2 separate regions of the Gossypium hirsutum genome follow, and region 1 is linked to region 2. Evidence: chromatin contacts called from public Hi-C data. All regions are on one chromosome and are shown on one strand. Each heading gives the region's core, a stretch centred on a gene start, on an enhancer-like site or on the middle of the called end of the contact. The rest is flanking DNA. Distances are from core to core; before and after follow the strand shown. Region 1 holds the start of LOC107891929 (long chain acyl-CoA synthetase 6, peroxisomal). Region 2 has its middle 15 kb from the start of LOC107891928.

Region 1 (3,599 bases), core at 1,018-3,517, 130 kb before region 2:
TGATTATCCGTTTAGATATTTGTATTTCTGCGAAAAGACATGAGAACTCCTATAAATAGGAGTCAAATTTTATTTGTTTGACACATCAAATTTTTTTTTTCTATTCTCTTACAGACTAAAATAATATAAGTGGGGGCGAATAGAACCTTAAAGTGGCTTTAATACATGCTTTGAAGCCTTCGTTAATTTCTTATAAGTTTATTTTTATCCTAAAGAACCAACATTTCAAATCATGCATGCACCATTTAAGGGTTGAACTTACAGGATTCAAAGTCTGAGGCACGCAAAATACGGCTTTTAGTTCCGCGTGATTTATGATGTACTTGACAGCATCTGGACCTGCAGAGAAACATGATTTTCGACATAGCATCTTAGCAGTAGGCCAAGTTGGACAAACATTAATCGAAAAGGAAAGCATTTGGGGCAGTGGCAAACCTAGAGTGTCATATAAAGGAACTGATATAAGGGAATACGCAGAGCAAGCATGATCAGCAATGATCCATTCTGGTCTATTGATGAAATATAATCCAATACAAGAGCCCTGTCATTATAAAAGCAAAACTTGAGGTGTTAGTGTCGGATACAGATATGTTCAGATTTTTTTATGTTTTTTCATGTGTGTCAAAGGTCAGAGAGAGATACTTCAAGAAATGATGAACGAGTTTGACTGACAGAGTGATGCACATATGTTCACCTGGTAATATAAACATATAATTATTACTGAAAAACCACTCTACCTTTAGTATTCCATGATGTATTAGGCCGCAACCAATGGCTGTTCGAGCTGTTGCAGCTTCTCGGTATGTCATCCACTTATACCTTGATGAATAGAACATAAAAATGAAAGGCAGTGAATGAACTTTGACAACAAAATGTGACCTTCATTTTGTCAAAAGGAAACATACTCTCCAACCGTTCCATCGACTCGAATTCTTGTACCGAGATAATTGTTATCTCCGAAGAAATCAACGGTGAGTCTAAATAATAAAAAAAATCAGTAAGTGAAGAAACCATCGGATGTACTTCAAAATGAAATTGATGATAAAGCATTGATGCATTGGACAATAGCCACACACTATCTAAAAGAAGATGCTTACAAAAAATTGTCGTGCAATGTACCAATATCAGGATGATCGGGAAATCGCGATACTAGCTTCAACGGAGAGCGAGCAGATCTGCCATAAGGCATAAAGTTGAAAAATAAGACAACAGCCGAACAAAGATGGGATAAGGCAGAGACCAAAAAGAAGAATAAAGGATAGTAGCAGAGTGTTACCTGTATACATTCCATTTTCCTGTCTGCAATTTCTCTGGCAGCACAACACTGTAATTCTGTTCTGCTCAAAGATCAATTTCAATATCAATATGAACATATGTTAGTTAATCACAGAAAAAATTAGCAATAGATGGCAGCTTCTGAATGATAAATCAGATGAATTGGCTATCAGCTGCTAACATCTCTTCCTCTGCCTCAAAATACATGGTCACTTCCTACAAACAAGCTCATTTTCACATAAACATGCAACCATTACTTCAAATTCAAACTCAAACTATTGTTTTACCCTCTAGAATTAGTTCAAGAAAGACACCAGTAACCCTTCAAACCAATTATTATTTCCCCTGCGACCGATCTGCAACAATGATCGAAATACTTATGATACAAATTAAATCCAACCAAAATACTTATTGGTCTCTATCTGAAATACGGTCCTCAAAATTCTACGATCGAAAGGTCTTAATGAACTGTCAAGTTTATGCTTCTTATGCATAATTGCCAGATTTTATTTTAAGAAGAATCTTTTCCAGTTTCTACATCATAATAAGATAGACCAATGAAAAAAGAACAATCAATCAAGACCATCCCAGACCCAGGATATACATTTATAGTACTGATAAAAAGATGTTACTTTTTTAATGGAAGGGAATATTAAGCCTAAAGCAACCTCCCAAAGCAGAGAAAGCAATTTTCATCTGAAACGTACCAGAGAGGAACTCAGCAGCGGTTGGGGAAGAGCGGAGGTGGGAATGAGAAAAGGCGGATTCAACGGCTGAAACAAGGTGGGCATGAATGGTGTTAAGTCGACGTTGAGCTGTGGTGGAATCCATTGAGGTGAATTCTTTCCCTTTTTGGTTCCCGTTTTCTGGTATGGCGCGTTTGGATTTTAATGATGACATTATAAGAGTTCGTTACGGTTTTTAGATAAGAGCTATCCTTTTGCGTTTCCTACTTATCGATCTGAAACGGAATGAAAGAAAGATGACTCAAATGAATAAAGAATGGAAAGGGACAATTTTGTCTTTATATTGCGTCTAATTTTCATCATCTAGATTTATCACTAACCAAGTTCTAACTCAGTTGTAACATATTTTAATGATTATGTCTTCTAGTAGTGAAAAGGCGACACCCATAGTATCAGCTAGCAGCAAGTCAAGAATACATTGTGGCAGCCGATCAAACACACAAAGCCCCAATCAATCGGCAACAGAATTCTTCTCCCTTGGTACTACTCAAGAGTCCATGGCCACTCGCTACCCAAGGCATCCTAATTAGCTTCAACCAAAGAGACATTTAATTTTGTTTACAAAGATGTTATTTCTTTTCACTTACATTATAATTGTGTTACAATATAGTGATTATTATTATCTTCATTCATATCATAATTGCATTCATGATTCTTATTTTCGATACTTGAATCTAAAACATTATTAACAAAAAAAAAACATAACATTTTAATTTTATTATTGAATATAACAAAATATAACAAACTTATAGATAAATGCTACCAACTTTATTTAAATATAATTAGATACTATTTATAATATTATATTTTTTCTCTCACAAAATCTTAAAATTTAAATCTTTAAACTCTAGAAATAATAAAATAATGATTATAATTAACATTTAATTCTATTTAAATAAAATTATTAGCATTTATAATTCTTTCACTTTTTTTTATTTAATTCAATGATGCAGTTATGTTTTAGAATTTTGTTCATTAATAGCACATTAGATTTATGTAGTAATGATGCATCAAATATTATTCTTTTAATATAATAAATTTATTTATACAAATTTTAATATATATTTATTGTATCTATATTATCATTTAAACTCTTAATTAAGTTGGTATCATGAATTAACTTAAAATATCAACTTAATTAAAATATAACTAAAAATAATCTTACTTTTCACAAAATAAAATACATTATTATGAAAGTATTTTTTTATTTTTATATAAAAACTAATATATGGTAATATTTGACCATAAAAATACTTAAATTTTAAATCTTCAATTTTACAATTTTAACCAACTTTGGATACTTTTTAAATAGTATTTTACATAGTTTTATAAAAATCATGTCAAATGTCCCAGTTGTCAGTTATTTATTGCATGTTTGGTGTCAGCACTATAAATGCTTCTTGTCTTCACGTCCAAATGTTGATAAGTAGAAAGCTTGTGAACTTGGCTTCCTTTTTAGTGTCCATGTTTAATTTTCATTCAAGTTAGGTTGGCGTGATAAAGGTTTAATTTCGTCCTTAATCTTTGCGTTTGCTGTTATAAGAGGAATTTTACTCTGAAACTAGTTAGCTTTGTACA
Region 2 (3,855 bases), core at 1,069-3,568:
CCAACATCCTGGCCAACGATATGCCAATATGACTGAAAAAATTATAGGAAAGCCATTAGGGCCTGACACCTTTGTAGGTGCCATCTCTTTCAAAGCTACAAAAATCTCTTCTTTTTCATATTGGGCTAACAAACCCTTATTCATTTCCTGAGATACACCCCTTCACCTCATTCAAAATATGATTAGAGTTTCTCGAACCCTACGAGGTAAACAATTCCATAAAATACTCCATAACAATCTTACTTATCTCACCTTCGTCGCTGTGTATTTAACCATCTCCCCGATCCAAAGCTTTTAATCTATTTCTCCTCTTCTTTTGGGATGCCACACGATAAAAAAAGCTCGTATTTTTATCTCCTACTTAAACCAATTCACACATGCCATTTGCTTCTAGTACATCTCTTTCTTTTCTAATTTAAAATTTAAGTCCGCCTTACTATCTAAAAAGTTTAAAATGTTATCCTCGTCCCTTTTTCCCAAATTCAGCTCCTCAATCCTTTCAAAAAGGTGCCTCACCCTTCTCCCCTTATCCCATTTAATTCTGTTCACCCATGTTTGTAGGCCCATCCTAAAAAATTCAAGCCTTTGAGGAACATCCCCCTACTATGATCCTAAAGTCGATGGATTTCAGCCTTGCACGAATCCTCTAATGTCCAAGCTGATTCAAACCGGAACCCAGAATTCCTAGGACGCCTCTCTCCTTTATCCGTACACAACAAAAGAGGACAATATTAGAGAAAAAATGAGGTAAATGACGAACAACAACATTAGGAAAATTTATCCACCATGCTGATTTCGCCACACCCCTATCTAGTTTTTCCCTAATGTTGTTATGTGATAAAATTCCTTGCTCCCATGTAAACCAAGGTCCTTCAAAACCTAAATCCTCCAATTGACAATCTGACAACATTCGCTGAAACTCCTCCATTCTTTTTTCATTACGTAATGCTCCCACTTTCTTTTCATAAGAATAAATGATCTCATTGAAATCCCCACATACTAACCACGACAAGCTTTGATCCTTATCTAAATCCTGAAGAAGGCGCCAAGATTCATTTCGATTCCTCGACTCAGGAGATCCATAAAATCCTGTCATCTTCCACTTATTATCATCATTCGCCCCCCATATAGGCACATCAACATGATTTTTGAGAAACTCCGTAAGTGTACTTCCACCTCAGCTTTCTAACCCAAACAAAGTCCTCCACTCGTACCCTCCACAAGAACGTCAATACCATACACAAAACCCCCTTCTTCGATACACAATTTCCATTTTTCCCAAATCAAACTTTGTCTCCATGAAGAAGGCAACTTGGGGTTTATGAAGCTTCAATATTTGTTGCAGTCTCCTTGTTGCTCGTGGAATCCCCAATCCACAAACATTCCAACACAAGAGCTTCATTGCTTCCGGTCAACCTGTCCCTTGGTGGTCACCAATAAAATTGCTTGGTAAGCCTGTAGACGCTCACCCCTTTTCTCTTCAGAATCTAAGATCTCAAAAAATCTATCAGAAAAAAACATTCATTCTTTGTCATTGTTTTTCCATCCATCTCTCCAATCGGATCATTCTCCAAGTCATGTAACATCGGATCTGAAACCAATCTCGAAGGAGTACTCTCTTCCTATCCAAAACCAACCATCAATTTTTCATCAAGTTTAACCCCCAAAACACGATTTATACTATTGAGTGCATTAGAACCCTCAGTCTCTATACAACTATTCCTTAACCAGACATTTTTAGTTACCGCTGCACGTCGTGCTAGAGGAGCTCGTAAGACATGTCCCATCCCAACTCTAACAAATTCTCATCCACTCGTAGCTGAATCGGGCAAGAACTGTCATTATGACCCAAACACCCATACAAGAAACATAACATAATAAGCTTTTCATATCTAAAACGAGCGTAGGAAAAAAAATTGGGAGACACTTGGATTTTTTTCCTCCTCCGTAAGGGAGATCTGACACCAAGTAGCTCCCTAATATGCATAAAAAGCTGATTGCCTCGACTTAGTTGTTGTCAATCATATTCCTCAAAGACCCCAATAAAGTTTTCCAACTATTTTGCAACTGTCTCCGAATAAAACCTAGGGGGCAAATCATGGACTTGTACCCAGAAATGAGTGAAAAACAGAGGAACCAACATCGGGTCCTCCATCTCCTTCAACCTATGAAAAATCAGCAAATGATTATTGGAAGTTTAAGGTGCTCCTCTTATTACCCGTTCAAGATCTACCTTATGAAAAAAACAAAATAAAAAATCTCTTTCCCCCTAGATTTGAGATCTCAATTCCTCCTAAAGGGTGCCAGAGATTTGCCAGAGTCTTTCGCATAGCCTAAAATTGAACCACGCTTGCAATGAGAAAACGTCCCACTAAACATAGATCATACTACCTATTTTTTTCCTTCAAAAATTCCCCGAAATTGTAATACTTCCTCATCCATCCCATCCGAAATACGCAGCCTGTCTAGCTCCGTTTCCATCCGCAAAGACAAAACAAGACGAACAGCCTCGAAAAGAAACAAATAAACCCCTAGATCTGTCAACGTAATTTAAAAACCCAAAAGCAAAAAAATAAAACTCTATTTTAGAGACGTGGAAAAGAGCAGACTTTTTTTCCTTTTTGCTCTGTTTTTTGTTTGGTTTGTTAAAGGATAATTTTAATAGCCAAAGTCAAATTCTATATGCAGTGAGGGTAAAGATCATTAAGGAATTAGCTTGAGATTCCTATCTATATGCAATTATTTGTTGGTCCTCTTTTTTGACATAGGATTCTTTCGTGATTCCTAACATTGAAAAATGTAGATAATTTTATGAAATTAGACATTAATGATAAAACAATTATTCTTATTCCATAGAAATGAGAGGTCATGTGGGGTCTTTTGTAGAACAACAAATAGCAGGCCAATTGGGAATTGAAATGGATAATTCCATAATGCACCATCTCTTACAGTTGTTTTCAAGTTAGGTACACAAATACGTCAAACAAGAAAAGAATATATGTGTGTGAATCTGTCAATTTCCCTTCAAACCCAAAATACTTTTGAATTCTGATATTTAATAAGAAAAGAAGTCTTAATCGTTGGTACTAGTGGTTGTGCTTTAACCCTTTTTTCTTGGGTAGGATTGATTTTATTTTCCTAATTAGAATCCCCTTTCCGTTTGTTTGGATTCCTGCAGTATATTTGCAAACATCAGCCAAAGATTTTCTTAGGGTTCTCCACCAATTCATAACCATTCTCCTTGTTTCGTCTCTTGGGTAGGATGGTTGGTTGGTAGGATTAAAATTTAATGAAAAATAATAGCTTTAATTGTACAATTAAAACTAAGGATTATTATATGGAATACTAAGGTTGAAAAAGTAAAATATGTCTCATTTATTTATTTTAAACATCAATTAATGGTACAAGATTGTAGTTGTTGGAATCTAATTTGTTGAATTAGGAATCAATTAGTATATTAGTTCAAACAAAGGGATTGAACTTGTTGAAATATAGATCGCTCTAAACTAATTGAACTGAGATAAAAAAAATTGGTTGAATTGACCGCTGAACTGACTAATCTCGTCTTTAAAATTTTCAATAACTTTTTTTTTAATTTTATGATGTTAAATAATTTATTTAATTGAAACATGGTCAACGGTTAAATCGATTAGATTAAAAACTAATGAACTAACCAATTCAACCATAAATCTAATTTCAAAAATCATATACATAATAACTTTTAACTTCACTTATAAAATTAAAAAAAAATTATTGAATCAAACAATCATCCTAAAATTTCTAATATTAATGGTGAACATGGAAAGATAAGAAAATAGTGGTGATGCGAGGTAAAAATAAAAACAAGTATTAAAA

What was found. A called contact is a pair of places that touch in the nucleus more often than the background predicts.
Region 1: a Hi-C map of leaf shows a contact between it and region 2, with 2.9 times the contacts expected there. The contact joins the promoter of LOC107891929 here to the enhancer-like site in region 2. A contact is called at or near these places in 5 of 34 Hi-C or Micro-C datasets (anther, leaf and petal).

The regions. Positions count from the first base shown.
Region 1 is chrD09:29,008,605-29,012,203 of Gossypium_hirsutum_v2.1, reverse strand. LOC107891929 (long chain acyl-CoA synthetase 6, peroxisomal) reads right to left here and starts at 2,267. Exons shown (of 23, transcript XM_041100274.1): 1 at 1,983-2,267; 2 at 1,277-1,337; 3 at 1,098-1,175; 4 at 906-977; 5 at 738-819; 6 at 436-541; 7 at 263-339. The coding sequence starts at 2,175.
Region 2 is chrD09:28,873,859-28,877,713 of Gossypium_hirsutum_v2.1, reverse strand. No RefSeq gene overlaps it. Among protein-coding and RNA genes, the nearest start is that of LOC107891928, 15 kb to the left of the region's middle. Within about 2 kb of position 2,318, at least 8 of the 9 cell types and tissues checked have an H3K27ac peak or open chromatin away from gene starts, as enhancers often do. A contact at or near this core is called in leaf, where this site is marked.